Linked DNA regions of Mus musculus: regions 2 and 3 are each linked to region 1. The links are chromatin contacts, called in public Hi-C maps. All regions are on one chromosome and are shown on one strand. The core of a region is the stretch at or near the end of the contact, and the rest is flanking DNA. Distances in the headings are between cores, read along the strand shown.

Region 1 (4,298 bases), core at 742-3,241:
CAATTGCAGAGGGTTTAGGGAAACTTGAGCAGTGGGTGTTTTTTAGAAGATTAAATTAGCTGAGCTGTTTGAGCAGTTGGTGGTTTAGCAGATTAAATTAGCTGAGCTGTTTTGCACAAGTTGCAGGAAGAAGACATTAGAATCAGTAGAGCTGGCTTAGAGCTACAAGCATTTAATTCCACCTCAGAGAACACAAAGGAAGAGATTTTTACAAAGCTAGCTTGCATCACTTTTAATATCATCTTCTTCTAAATTTCTAAGTTGTGAATATATACATATTTCAATATTTAAGGATGTCATACTATTAATCTTTTAAAATCATTTTCTTCTACCAGGAGAAAAATTTTGCATAAATTTTTTTTCTGTTTTGCTCAAAGAACTCAGTAAACCATATTTAACTATAGTTTATTTTAAAAAAAAAGTGATGAAACGTTTTCAATTGTATTTTGTATTTTAGAGACAAATATACATCAAAAATATAATGTAGTAAACAGTAAAAAGTGTATGGTAATAAAACCCAAGTTAGATACAGATTTTGAGGACAAAAAAAAAGCATTCTGGAAATCCATATATAGAAGTTACCATGTGACAAGATGCAGCTAGATGTCTTTAGCTCTTCTCAGATAGGCTCTTCCCAAAGCTGGGGAGCCCCAGGTTTATCATTGCTCTTACAGTGAAGGACTTAGCCTATAAGATGCTGCATCTAATGCTAACCTCTTCAAAAGAATGCTTCATATTGAAGCCATGGTGGAGACTGCCCCATGTTCTTTAGGTGGGGACCACCCAGATTCCACACATTGTGGAATGTTTCTTAAAATGGAAGGCTAAACTTTCCTCGAAAATACAACTTTGAATCTGTCTGACTACTTAAAACATTCATTTGGAGCCCATTGTTCTCCTTGCTTAGAATACTTAAACAGAGGGTGTGGCTGCCTTTGCAGAAAAAGAATGTTAGTGTTGACTTGAGTGACAATTATATTCTCTCTCTCTCTCTCTCTGTATGTGTGTGTATGTATGTGTATTGGGTTTTATTACCATATACTTTTTTTACAGTGTGTCCTTCTTTTTGGAGACTAGTCCCCATGTGCTTCCATGTCATATATTTTGAATCTATGTTTTATATAACAAAGAAATGCAGAAATTTGTCTTTTTTAAATCTAGATTCTCATGATATGATAATCTCCAGTTTCATCAATTTTTCTGAAAATGACATAATATTACTCTTCTTTATGCCTGAGTCTAACATTTCTATGAAATGAGTTAGCTTACAAACAAATCCTAAGCAGACCTGACAAGAGGCATTGTTTGGACTGTCTTAGGAAAACAAATGAGTGAGTGGCTTATAGGTCATATTGTTGGCTTCTGGGTAGGAAAGTCCCATCGCCCATTTATATAAGGGAGTTCATAATTCTGTTTGTGATGAAAAGGACACACAAGTGTCTCTGCTGAGTCCTGGTGATCTGGTGAGTTAATATTTAACAAGACATGCAGAGCAAGTGGCTGAGATATGGAAATGACTTGTGGAAGTCTGCTGCTGTGGATCCTCTCTCACAAAGATCAGAGATGCATTTTTTAGTTTGGAAACAATGTTGGTGCCATGTTTTGACCTCAGAGGACCTGTGGTGGATAAGGTAGACTTAGGACCCAAGGTGTACTATCGAAGGCTGCCAGGCTTTCTGTTGCCCTTGTATTTTCTGTCTGGTAATGAATGATCAACAAGATCACAGTGAGGAAGAAGTATTCATATCAAATAGAGAGCTCCTCATCTTTATCTAGTGAAGAAATGTGGCTCTGAGCCTCGTGGGGAAAATCACCACAGGGCCATCTGGACGTCTGGCAAAGGAGACATTATCTGATGGGAGTCCTGACCAGAATAGGAGGTGAAAGTGGCAGGTTTGTTCATTCTGCACACGGGATTAGAATCTTCCTCAGAGTCTACAGCACCTGCTCAGCTATTGCTTCCAGCCTTTTTGGAGTTGCTCTTCATTTTGTGGTTTCTATGCATTTATGCCAGTGGTTTCTCTGAGGAAGCCAGATGAGTAATTTTAATGTTAGGCCTAGTGTTAGATGTTTGCTTTAAAAAGGCTACAACACAAGAAGAACCCAGGTGGGCACTGTCGAAAAGTCTGCTGCCTGCCTCAATTCTTTGTCTTATTCTCACATACAATAAGGGAGAAAGTGGTGATTTTCAATGTTGGAAAAAAAAACATTTTTCCCTATGACTCAGATTTCCCTGCCCTGGGGCTGGCTGGCTTTTCATCTCTCTCCATGAACCAGAATCCTGTTTGTAACTGCGGGAGCCAGAGCTGAATCAAATATCAGGCTCCCTGGATGGCGAAGAGCCATTTATGGAGTCAGGGTGAAGTGGTACAGAGCACTGGGGAGGGAGCAGTGGAGATCATCCATTGGGAAGGAAGCGTCAGCTCATCACAGAGACCCCAGGAAACTAGAGGCAATCCAGGACAACCTGCTGTCCTACAAGCTTAGTCAAAGTTGAGTGGCTTATGGTCACACTGTACTTTCAAAACAAGTCTTAGATTCTCACATCTCCTGAGCTATTTCCTTTTTTTTCCCCCTTTGGTTTTTTGAGACAGGGTTTCTTTGAATAGCACTGGCTGTCCTGGAACTCACTTTGTAGACCAGGCTGGCCTCGAACTCAGAAATCTGCCTGCCTCTACCTCCCAAGTGCTGGGATTAAATGCGTGTGCCACCACCGTCGAGCTATTTCCTAATGCATGTAAAAGAAAACGTTGGATTAAAGCTAAATGGAATGTAACTTCCCTGTGAATTAAGCTGTTCTTGGCACCATGATAGCGGGACTTGAAAGTTCTTATGTCCTTACAGAGTACAGTACAATCCACAGTCCTTCCACACCCATTAAAGAGACTGACTCCGAGCGGCTGCGTCGAGGTTCAGATGGGAAGTCACGTGGCCGAGGCAGAAGAAACAATAATCCCTCCCCTCCCCCGGATTCTGACCTTGAGGTATGACATTGCCTGTACTAAAATAAGGAACAAGGTGTCACGTCGCTCATTGCTGCATCAGGAGAACTAGCCTGTGAACATCAGCGAGGAAGGACCCCAACACTCTTGTTATGGCTTATTGCTTGTATTGAAAAAGTAGACCAGTTTTCCCTCTTTCATATTACCTGTCTACCCACAGTTTTCATAGCTGATGTGGGTCGTTAGTAGATATTCTTGCTGTTGTTCTGAAGCCCTGGAGATGGAACACAAGATCTCAAACAAGCTACATATGTGGACACCATAGGATGTCTCCCCAGCTTTAGGCAATTCTTTACTAATAGTAGCTAGGTGTGGTGACACACACATGTCTTTCAAGCATATGGGAAATTGAGGTAGAAGGACCAAAAGTTCAAAGTTATTCTTGGCTCATTGTGAGTTTGAGGCCAGCCTGGCTGTGTGGCACCCTGTTTCGCACAAACAAAACTCAAAGGATAACAAAGCAGTTCTGCCTTAACAAAATTCTACTGCACTGTTGTGTGTCACTACCATTCCCATTAAGTAAGTGTGATCCTGAAAGAGCAGAGGCAAAGCCACTTTGAAAGTAAAGACATGGCTGGGTACATGGAGAAAGAGAAAAATGCAGTGTTCTAAAATGAAATGGTAATCAGCTACTGAGAACATGTTTTGGTGGAGTTCAAAGGCTGGGGGATTAAGCAAAAACTGACAGGGTAGCAGATCTCATTGCCTCAAAGCCACTGCAATTAAGTTTCTGTTTTTGGCCAAAGTAAAATCTGATGGTGGAAAACTTGATTATTTTTTGAAGAGAAGATGGACATTTTCCAGCAGCATCTATGTACATGAGTGTGCTGGTGTGAGGGAGATGAACAGGCTATGGAGATGTCACAGCATCTCAAAGAACTTTTTGAAATGAACTCCAAGCCCAGTTCAAAATACCCCCTGAGTGTCTAAGAGTTTGTGTGGGGTGGCTGCTTAATTTGAAAACCTAAAACACCTGATCAAAAATGCATAGTTTCTCCTCAATATCCACAGGGGACATGCTCAAAGATCCCTCCTGTTGATACCCAAATTCCCAGGTGTCCAAGTCCCCCATAAGCAACATGCTGTTCACACACACCCTGTGTAGTCTCCCTGCTCTTTGTCCTGGGGACTGAAGCCCAGTCATGCTAAGCAAGCACTCTACCACTTAGCAGCATCTCTTGTCTCTCAACCATTTAAACCATATCTAGACTACTCAGAATACCCAATAAAATGTAAATCATATATAAATGGCTGTATCCTGGACTTTGTATCAGATAAGTATGTGTGCACATATGC
Region 2 (4,298 bases), core at 1,344-3,843, 340 kb before region 1:
TGGGAAAATACATGCAAGTCAGTCCAGAGAGACTCTGGAGCTAGGGCCCTGGGACTTGGTGAACACAGAAAGTATCTGCATGACCCACCTCTAAAGCTAACCCATTGGCATAAGTTAGCCACAGCAACATTCTTCACCATGGAAATCCTATTTCTTCATATCTACTGCCCACTCCTTGCTAAAACACTTCTATGTTTTTCTTAAAGTTAATGACATAGCTCTTTACTGGCCAGCTTGCAGAGCTACCCTGTGATCTCATTGACTCTGCTTTATTGCGATATAATTTTCATGCTAACGAGTTACTTTTCACCTGATTTAAGTACAATCTAAAATGCCTTGGTGTATTTATAGGGTCATAAGGCCATTGCCACAGTGTAATTTCAGAATGATTTCAACATCCTAAAAGATCACCTATTTCTATTATCCATTCTCCATTCTCACCCTCAGCCTAAAGCAAATCTGTGCTTCCTTCTTCCTTCTTCCCTTCCCTTCCCTTCCCTTCCCTTCCCTTCCCTTCCCTTCCCTTCCCTTCCCTTCCCTTCCCTTCCCTTCCCTTCCCTTCTTCCCTTCCCTTCCCTTCCCTTCCCTTCCCTTCCCTTCTCTTTTCTTTTCTTTCCTCTTTTCTTTTCTTTTCTTTTCTTCTTTCTCTCTTAATTTAAATTTTCTAGAAATTTCGTACAAATACACTTATGTGATGTGGGATCTTTCATAACTGGCTTTTTTCTTTGAGCCCAGAAAATACAATGTTCTCTGTACCTTTCTTTTGAGGTTCTTCTATGTGACAACTCACATACTTACCTGATATTTTCGTTACAGAACAGGGTTGTGCTGTCTGCCCTTATCACAGTCTGTTTACATGTTCATCAGCTGAAGCACAACTATATACATTCTGGTTAGGCATGTTCTCAAAATCATATATTCATGCAAAGACGTTTGTGGGGAGTTGTATAGACCCTGAGAAATGCAGTCACTGTGTCAGATAGCTGACAATCCCCCAATCCCTCTACAATCTTATATTCCCACAAGTATTGTATGAAAGTTACAGTTTTCTTGCATCGTTTTTAGCACATGTTACTGTTTGTATATCATTGCCATGGGAACTGGAAACTCATTAAGGCTTAGGTTTAGCATGTTGTTCTATGTCTATTGGATATCATATATCTTAATGCATACATAGCTATTCAAATATTTTGTCTAATTTTTAATTGGATTGATTGCCTTCACCAATGAGTTATGAGAAGTTTCCTATATTCTGAACAGAAATCACCAGACACTTATGTCATGGATATTTTTCTACACCATCGAGACTGTAACCTACAGGGAGCAACGTTCTCAAGTCCTCAATGAGGACAAGGACATTGGTATCATTCTTCAATCTCTGCTGGTCCAGAGCACATAGTGAACAATGCCGTTTATAAAGGTCAAATTCAGGCATTCTTCAAACACAGGAGCCTCAGTCTCCAGTCATCTAGCTAGGAATTACTGTTATACCAGGGAAGTTGAGCTCAGAGAAGAGAACTTGACACAAACTGCATTTTATTTTCCAGAAGGGGGGAAAAATGTGAAAAGCAAGTCCGTAGAGTAGCTTTGGGTACCAAACATTTCCACTCTGGTTTCAGTCACCTGATTAAAAAAACAAAAACTAATGTGAAATTTATAGCTGCAATTTTAAAAAGAGCATGTTTGCAAGATTTTTAATCTCCTCAGTTTTCACTCAACAAAAACCCTTACAGGTTTACTACTGTGATTGGATTTGGAAGGGGCTTATTCAAGTTTCTATTGCGTTCAATGATAGGGTTTGGGGTATTTTTAATGTACAGTAAACTCACAGAGTGATCAGTTTGGAGTCCAGCACAATTTTAAAACCACACAACCACACACTCACGACAAAACAGGGAGAGATTTGAAATTTACAAAATCCAAATTGTGTTTAGGTTAAAACCAGAAATATTGCAAATATGTTACCATCATCAAGAGTTTGAGTTCTGTATGTGTGGGCCTGCCTTCTTTCAGTAATGATTTGAGAAGGGGGGGGGGGGACGACCAGAAGCTACAAAATAAGATCATACAGAGGCAAAAGAATCTGAAATTTAAGATTGCCATCCAGCTTCCAGGCCGCCCTTCTGGTTATTGTCCTGGGGCTCTGCCTTCTCCTCTTCTTTACCAGAGTGTATCACCTCCCTGCCCTGAAAATGAAATTAGCAAGCTCAACCCCCTTGTGGAATCTAAATATGGATGGGAGGGAGACCATGCCACGATGGATGTCTGCATAAGAGAGTTGATGTCCACTTTTTATCTTGATATATATTGATCTGGAGTTTGGTCAGTTTTTATTTGAAATGAATAGTTCTGTAGCTCTGTGCAGATGTTTATTATTTTAATAAATGATGTCTTCTAAACACTTTCCAAGTCTGGCAGTTCCTAAACTATTGGCTGACATTTTTATCTATAATATATGGTAAAAAGTAAACGTGGGCTGAGATCCTGGTGATGATTCAAAGTTGCGTCTCTTATTTTCGACAGGACTTGGATGTGAATCCCTGTATTGGCTGCCATTTGGTTTTTCTCTTGGAAGAGCACGATGTGCATTTCCCAGTCTGACCACTTGAGGGGATCAGACTTTAGAGATGGCAGCTAATTTAGGTCTTTATGTCAAAAGGTAGAACAAATATTTATTTGTTACTGAATGTCTCTTCTGACAAGTAGTCAGGAAGCGGGTCACGAAACCTGAGTTCTGAGATAAATGACTCTTTATGTCCTCCTGTCTAGGTGGAAATGGGCACGTGCTGATGAATGCAGGCCTGGGAGGTACTAGGCCAGGCCCAGCACACAATTTATGGTCAGCACTCTTGGACTTCAGAATGATTAATACCATCAATTCTCACTGGAATAAAAGCTGCTTTAGCCCAAGAGAGGACTGTATATTACTGTTTATAGAAGCAGATAACATCAAAGTAGCCCTAGGTTTGTGTTAAACAAATATAAAATTCTGGGTCAGCGAAAATTAATCCTAAAGGAGTAAGAGAAAGTTCCTAATGACTGTGAGATCCACACATTATCATTTTCATTCAAGTGGTAGAAAATGGCAAAGCTATTAAAGAGATTTGCAAATGGCCCCTTTACTGCATAGAGCTAACAGCTGCAGAGCAGCCTATTCTCCATTGGAGAGCTCTGCTATCAGGACATGTGCAGTCTGTTAATGAAGTGTACGAGTCTATGCAGTTCCAGATTATGTTCAGGGGCATCTGAACCATTTTACTATTGGGTTTCACAACAAAACACAGTAAATCACATTATATTTTATACATTCTTACACTCTACGCAGCTGTAAGCATGGATGAATTAAACACTGCCCTCCTGTCCATGCTACACAAAACAGATGTTACTTCAGCAGCACATCAGAAAGAGATTTTTCTCCTCCATTGTTGCTTTTCAGTGACTAACTACATATCCCTTGTTTTAGGAAAACTGGGCCGTTTTAAGCAAAAGAAAACTGTAGGTATCAATTATACTTTGATGTTTTTACTACAAATTTTTAAGAATACCTTGGGATATTTTTAGTACAGTTCAAAAATTATTGTTAAATTTCTCAGCAAATATGTTTCTATTTCTCTTCCTATACCATTGTTTTTTTGCTTTAATATGCTTTTACTCAAAAATTTGACTTCATTACCAAATTTGAATTTGTCATAAATTCGTCATTCTTTCCAAGTGAATTACAAAGTATCTACTCATTTCAAATAAGCTTGAGTTAATTTAACTTCATTAAAATCAAGTGTAATGTGGTAGCTCATTGGATAAAGGTGCTGGCTGGCCACCAAGCTTGATGGTTTGTTTCAGAATCCACTGCTAGAAGAAGAGACCCAACTCCCACCAGTTCTCCTTTGACCTGCACACAAATATCATGGCATGTGTGGACACATCCACACTCACACACATATACACACATACACATATACAACACACACAGCACACTAAACCAGATTTGTTAGATAAATAGTAAACAGGTTTGTGTATTTGTTAGATATTTATTAACAATATAATATCAAATATTATTGAATATTCCATTAAAGACATTCTTTATTATGTAGATGTTAAGTATTAATATAATTAATATTTAGTAGATGAATAATAAATATATTTTAAGAAAATAAATTCACTATTATATTCTCCCATTAATCTGAAATACATGAAGTAACTTTTTCTTTAATTTCACTGTTACTTCAAGTATTTTACTAATTTCAAAAAGATGGGAATCTAATTATCTTGCATATCACTGCATCCTCTCTCATGTTTAG
Region 3 (4,298 bases), core at 1,111-3,610, 260 kb before region 1:
AGTAAGTGTATTGTCACTTTCCTAATCTGTGTCTAATTGCCTTTGATTTCATATGAAATTAGACTAAGTCACAGATGTAGAAATTCTATAGCATTGTAGGGTGACTGAAGCTGACAGGAATATAGTGTATCCTTCCAAACAGCTGCAATAAATGACTTTAACTGACCTCACCACAAGAACTAAGAGATGTTTATAAGTGATGCACACATTAACCACCCTGATTCTATCATCATAAAATATATAAATATACTGAAATAGATGTTATCTTTTGTAAACACATATAAATATATGACAATCAAAAAAGAAACCTAGTCTTACTCATTTGGAAATTACATAAAGAATAAGCAGGCTTCAGACTAAAAATAAAAATAAAAAAATAAAAAAAAACAACAAAGCCCATTAAATCATCAAAGTCAGAAAATGAACAAAAAGTGTAAAACAAAATGAGGGCAGGAATTTGCTTCCATGAAACAAATCTGCCTCAGCAGACAGCCTCTGCCTGGGTACAGATCAACCTGGTCGCAGCAGGGCCTTCAGGGAGTAAGCAGCACCCCTTCCTTTTTGAAAGGCCAGGGTGTGGGGTTCCTGAGGACGGCACATGTGCACATGCCGAATCTGTTTTCCTTGATGGAACCAAATTTTTTAAGAAGGCAAAGAAAACCAAAGGAAGGTGACAGTCGGTGCTTTGTGGCTTCTGGAGCCCCTGATGACTGAGTTCCACAGTTCTCTGCAGGTCATTTATCCAACGGTTCCTTTCACTGCAGGCTTCTGTTTGTAAATTTTCTTAGGGTCCCCTTGATTTGATATGTTTACTCAATCTGTAGGTGTAGTCTTCTGGGGCATATCTCAGAATAGCCCTTTTCTTTTCCATAAAGCAATGTTCGATCAACAGTTTCCTTCTGCCTCTCAGGAATGTTAGAACACTCAACACTTGGTGAGAAGGCAAAGAGCAAAGCCATGGTGTGCTGTAATGAAAATACTCTTTCATCTGGGGAGCCACAGGTATGAAGTGTCTGATGGGGCTTGGGTTCATTACCGATGACTAATGTGCCCTCTAAAACAATCCATTTTTCAATACCAGCAGGGAGAAAATAAAATACACATGATATATGAAGTAAAAAGGAAATAGTTTTTCCTAATTCTATTGCTCCCTGTTTTTACCTTTAGCCTTTTTCTTTAATGTAGAAATACTGTCTCAATGGCTTGCCAACTTTGGCGCCCTTTCTTTCTCGATTTTGCACACTTTGCAGACATGATCTTGTGATGAGCTAGACCCAATATAAAAGCCAACCCTCACATAAGATATCATGCTATTCTTTATCTTAGCGGATGCATGACAAGAAGATAGTATGTGCGCATGTGGGGAGGATTTTCTTGTATTCAGAAAATGATCTTACTGAAGTTGGAAACAATGGGCTCTGAGCTGTTGAAGCATTTCTTAAAGACCACCAAACGAAGGAGTTGGAGGAAATAACTCAGTAATGCGTGTACCACACAAGCATGAGTTACAAGCCCATCATCCAAATAAAAACCTCAGGCTTTGTGATACATGCTTGTCATCTTAGGAAAGAAGAGACAGGAAAATTCCTAGAGTTTGCTGGCCAGCCAGCTTAGTCTGAATAGTAAGCTGCCAGTGCCAGTGAGCAACCCTCTCTCAAGAATCAAGGTGAATGACATTAAAGTGATGTGTACCCTCCCATGCATCCACTTCTACACACACACACACACACACACACACACACACACACACACACACACAATCAATCAATCAATTTGGGAGAAATTTAGGCTGTGAATGTTAACTAGATGTTTTGGTTCACATGTTTTTGTCTGTGTTTCATATTTTGATAAGCTTTCTGGTCACAATAATATATCCAAGATTGTTTCCTAGTATGCCCGAAGCTGTATAGGAATAATTATGTCATCACCAGGGGCCCAGCTTCATGATGCTTCTGGGCTCTTAAGAGGTATGCAGCTAAGTTCTTGGCAGAGTCTATCCTTGGTTCTTATAGAGTTTACTATTTCACCATGCTTAAGTTTAACACTTCCTACTGTTTATTTGCTGTTGTGTGCTCACTGGACCTCCTTCCACAACACTCCAAGAGTGACAAAGGAAGAAAGTTCTTAAAGAGTCCATTAATTCTGTGTGGGCACACACACTGGAAAAATGGAGCTTTTCACTAGCAGTCCAGAGCCATGCTTCCCACAGCTCCTTCTCTTCAGTGAAGGCCAGCAACGGGCAAGCTCCTTACATCCTTCAGCTGGCCTTCTTCAAGGACTTGAGGAGCCTGGTCCTTCAGATGTTGAAAAGATATTGTCTCTTTCTCACACAGCAGAGCCTTCCTACTGCCCTTCTTTGCCTGGGGGATTATTTTTCAAGTACCTAATCCAAGGCTGTGACTACAAGTGGGGCTCTTCCCTCTAGAGCTATAAAGCTCTTAATATGCCTCAAGGAGTCTGGTGGGGATGGCTGATGGGAATTTGTCTTAGAAAGGGCTGTTTGCCTCTGTGTGCCCTTAGCGAGCAATCAGGTTGCCTCAGGCATGTAGAAGACACAAGAGTCAGGTTGTATTTAAATGCATGCCCAGCTGAACCCTGATCAGTAACTTCTTTGTGTTTCCCCACTGCACCCTTGGAATTCAGGAAGGCACTTTTTGTTTACGCTCAGAGCAGGTTACTAACCCTACTAACCTTGGGCTTTAGGTTGAACAGGTAGGGCCCAAGGTACTGCTAAGTCCCTTGGTTTCTTTTGAGAGCACCTTGCATTTTAATAGCCAGCACGAGGGTAGCTGTCTGTCCTGTACAACTTCAAGGGCACTTCATACAGGTCCTTATCATAGTTGAGCCAAGTGTGACCAAATGAAGGATTTTACCACTTGGAACAAATGCACATATGAGTCCTGCACAGATATCCAGAGATGGAGTTTTTCCTAGGTGACTGAAATCCACTCAAGATTAAGCATTATAGTAGGTTTCTGCCATTTCAGGAATACATAACTGCAGAGAAATAGGTGGACTGACAGACAGGAATCAAGTCACCTGCTTTGCTAGAGCCCATTTCTTAGGGTAACTAAAACAAACGTTTAGAGCCAGAATGTCCATTAATTTTTTTTGTAAGTTTCTTGGTAATAATATCAGCCTTTAATTGTTCACTGAATTCTAGCTCAATATTTTTATCCATTCAAACAGTGTGATGCATTAACACTACTCATCCGCTCACCAATTTATTTGCTGATTCATCCAAAACATATTTAATGGGTGCCATATGTGACCAGGACAATAAAGCACAGTCCTAGACCTCAAGGAGCTGCAGTGAGTCAGAGAGACAGGTAGGGAAATAATTGCAGACCCACTGGATAAATGCTGGAATGGAGGCAGGCTTATTTATAAACCATGAAAGATCAAGTCCAGCAAGGGAATTAAGGGCTTGTCTAAGCCAGGCTCGTAAATATCAGTAGGCTCAGTCATGTCATATATTTCATGGCTTGGATTGACATGTCGAAATCTGGAAACAACTATGCTGATTTAGCAAGCAGTGCAGAGTTTGTAAATAAAGTCCATGGCTCTCTGTGATTTCTCCAAGTTTCTGAGTGGTAGCCTTTTGGGGTGGAACCTCTACCTGAAGCAGATGACTGCTGACGGCTTTGACTTCTCAATAATCTCAGCCCTTCCTTTTGAGCCCAGGAAACAATAACAAACATGATATTAGTACAGAACAGATTCATCTTGAGCAGAAATTAAATTACAAGTGAAATACCTTTCATGTTCATGTAACTCTACCATTCTTATTACCCCTGTAAGTTCAATGTGGAAATATGGAAAAGAAACACATGGCCAACAACAGTAGATATCAGATGTACAGATTCTGATTAAAACGTGTTCTTAGGACAGGTATGGAGAGGTTGGCAATTTATGGGAAATTGCAGGGTCTTTGTCTTAGCCTGCTCTCTGCTGTGAGCAGTGAGACTAGACTTTGTTCTCAGATATAGATGCGTCGCGAGCACTTTGTAGAATGTGGCAGGTCTTGCTGATGTGAAGAAGGATTATGATCCTGACTGTCAACCCCCACCTTAGTGCCTAGAAAAGTTGACACCCTTACGGAGATGAATGTAAGCAATGAAAAAAGAGACTGTTTTATTCTGTGATATCCTTCCGGTAGGCAAGGAAAAGCAGCACTTGTGAACTGTGATGTGCACTTTCAGAATTTTGTGGACACATGCAAAATAGAATACTTCATTGTATTTTCCTGGCTTAACTGACTGAGCAGTGCAATTTTAACTTACTCTGAAGTCGAACTC

Evidence for each region. A called contact is a pair of places that touch in the nucleus more often than the background predicts.
Region 2: a Hi-C map of the N1E-115 cell line shows a contact between it and region 1, with 4 times the contacts expected there. The contact joins two enhancer-like sites. A contact is called at or near these places in 1 of 484 Hi-C or Micro-C datasets (the N1E-115 cell line) and 1 of 9 other capture datasets (embryonic stem cells).
Region 3: a Hi-C map of the G1E-ER4 cell line shows a contact between it and region 1, with 2.1 times the contacts expected there. The contact joins two enhancer-like sites. A contact is called at or near these places in 4 of 484 Hi-C or Micro-C datasets (the G1E-ER4 cell line, nephron progenitors, neural progenitor cells and 1 more) and 1 of 115 datasets of contacts at active chromatin or transcription factors (forebrain).

Annotation. Positions count from the first base shown.
Region 1 is chr1:14,230,099-14,234,396 of GRCm38.p6, reverse strand. Eya1 (EYA transcriptional coactivator and phosphatase 1) reads left to right here. Exons shown (of 18, transcript NM_001310459.1): 10 at 2,845-2,984. Among named protein-coding and RNA genes, the nearest start is that of Eya1, 78 kb to the left of the region's middle. Within about 2 kb of position 1,991, at least 10 of the 459 cell types and tissues checked have an H3K27ac peak or open chromatin away from gene starts, as enhancers often do. A contact at or near this core is called in the G1E-ER4 cell line and the N1E-115 cell line, where this site is marked.
Region 2 is chr1:14,569,201-14,573,498 of GRCm38.p6, reverse strand. No RefSeq gene overlaps it. Among named protein-coding and RNA genes, the nearest start is that of Msc, 180 kb to the left of the region's middle. Within about 2 kb of position 2,593, at least 16 of the 459 cell types and tissues checked have an H3K27ac peak or open chromatin away from gene starts, as enhancers often do. A contact at or near this core is called in the N1E-115 cell line, where this site is marked.
Region 3 is chr1:14,489,378-14,493,675 of GRCm38.p6, reverse strand. No RefSeq gene overlaps it. Among named protein-coding and RNA genes, the nearest start is that of Eya1, 180 kb to the right of the region's middle. Within about 2 kb of position 2,360, at least 4 of the 459 cell types and tissues checked have an H3K27ac peak or open chromatin away from gene starts, as enhancers often do. A contact at or near this core is called in the G1E-ER4 cell line, where this site is marked.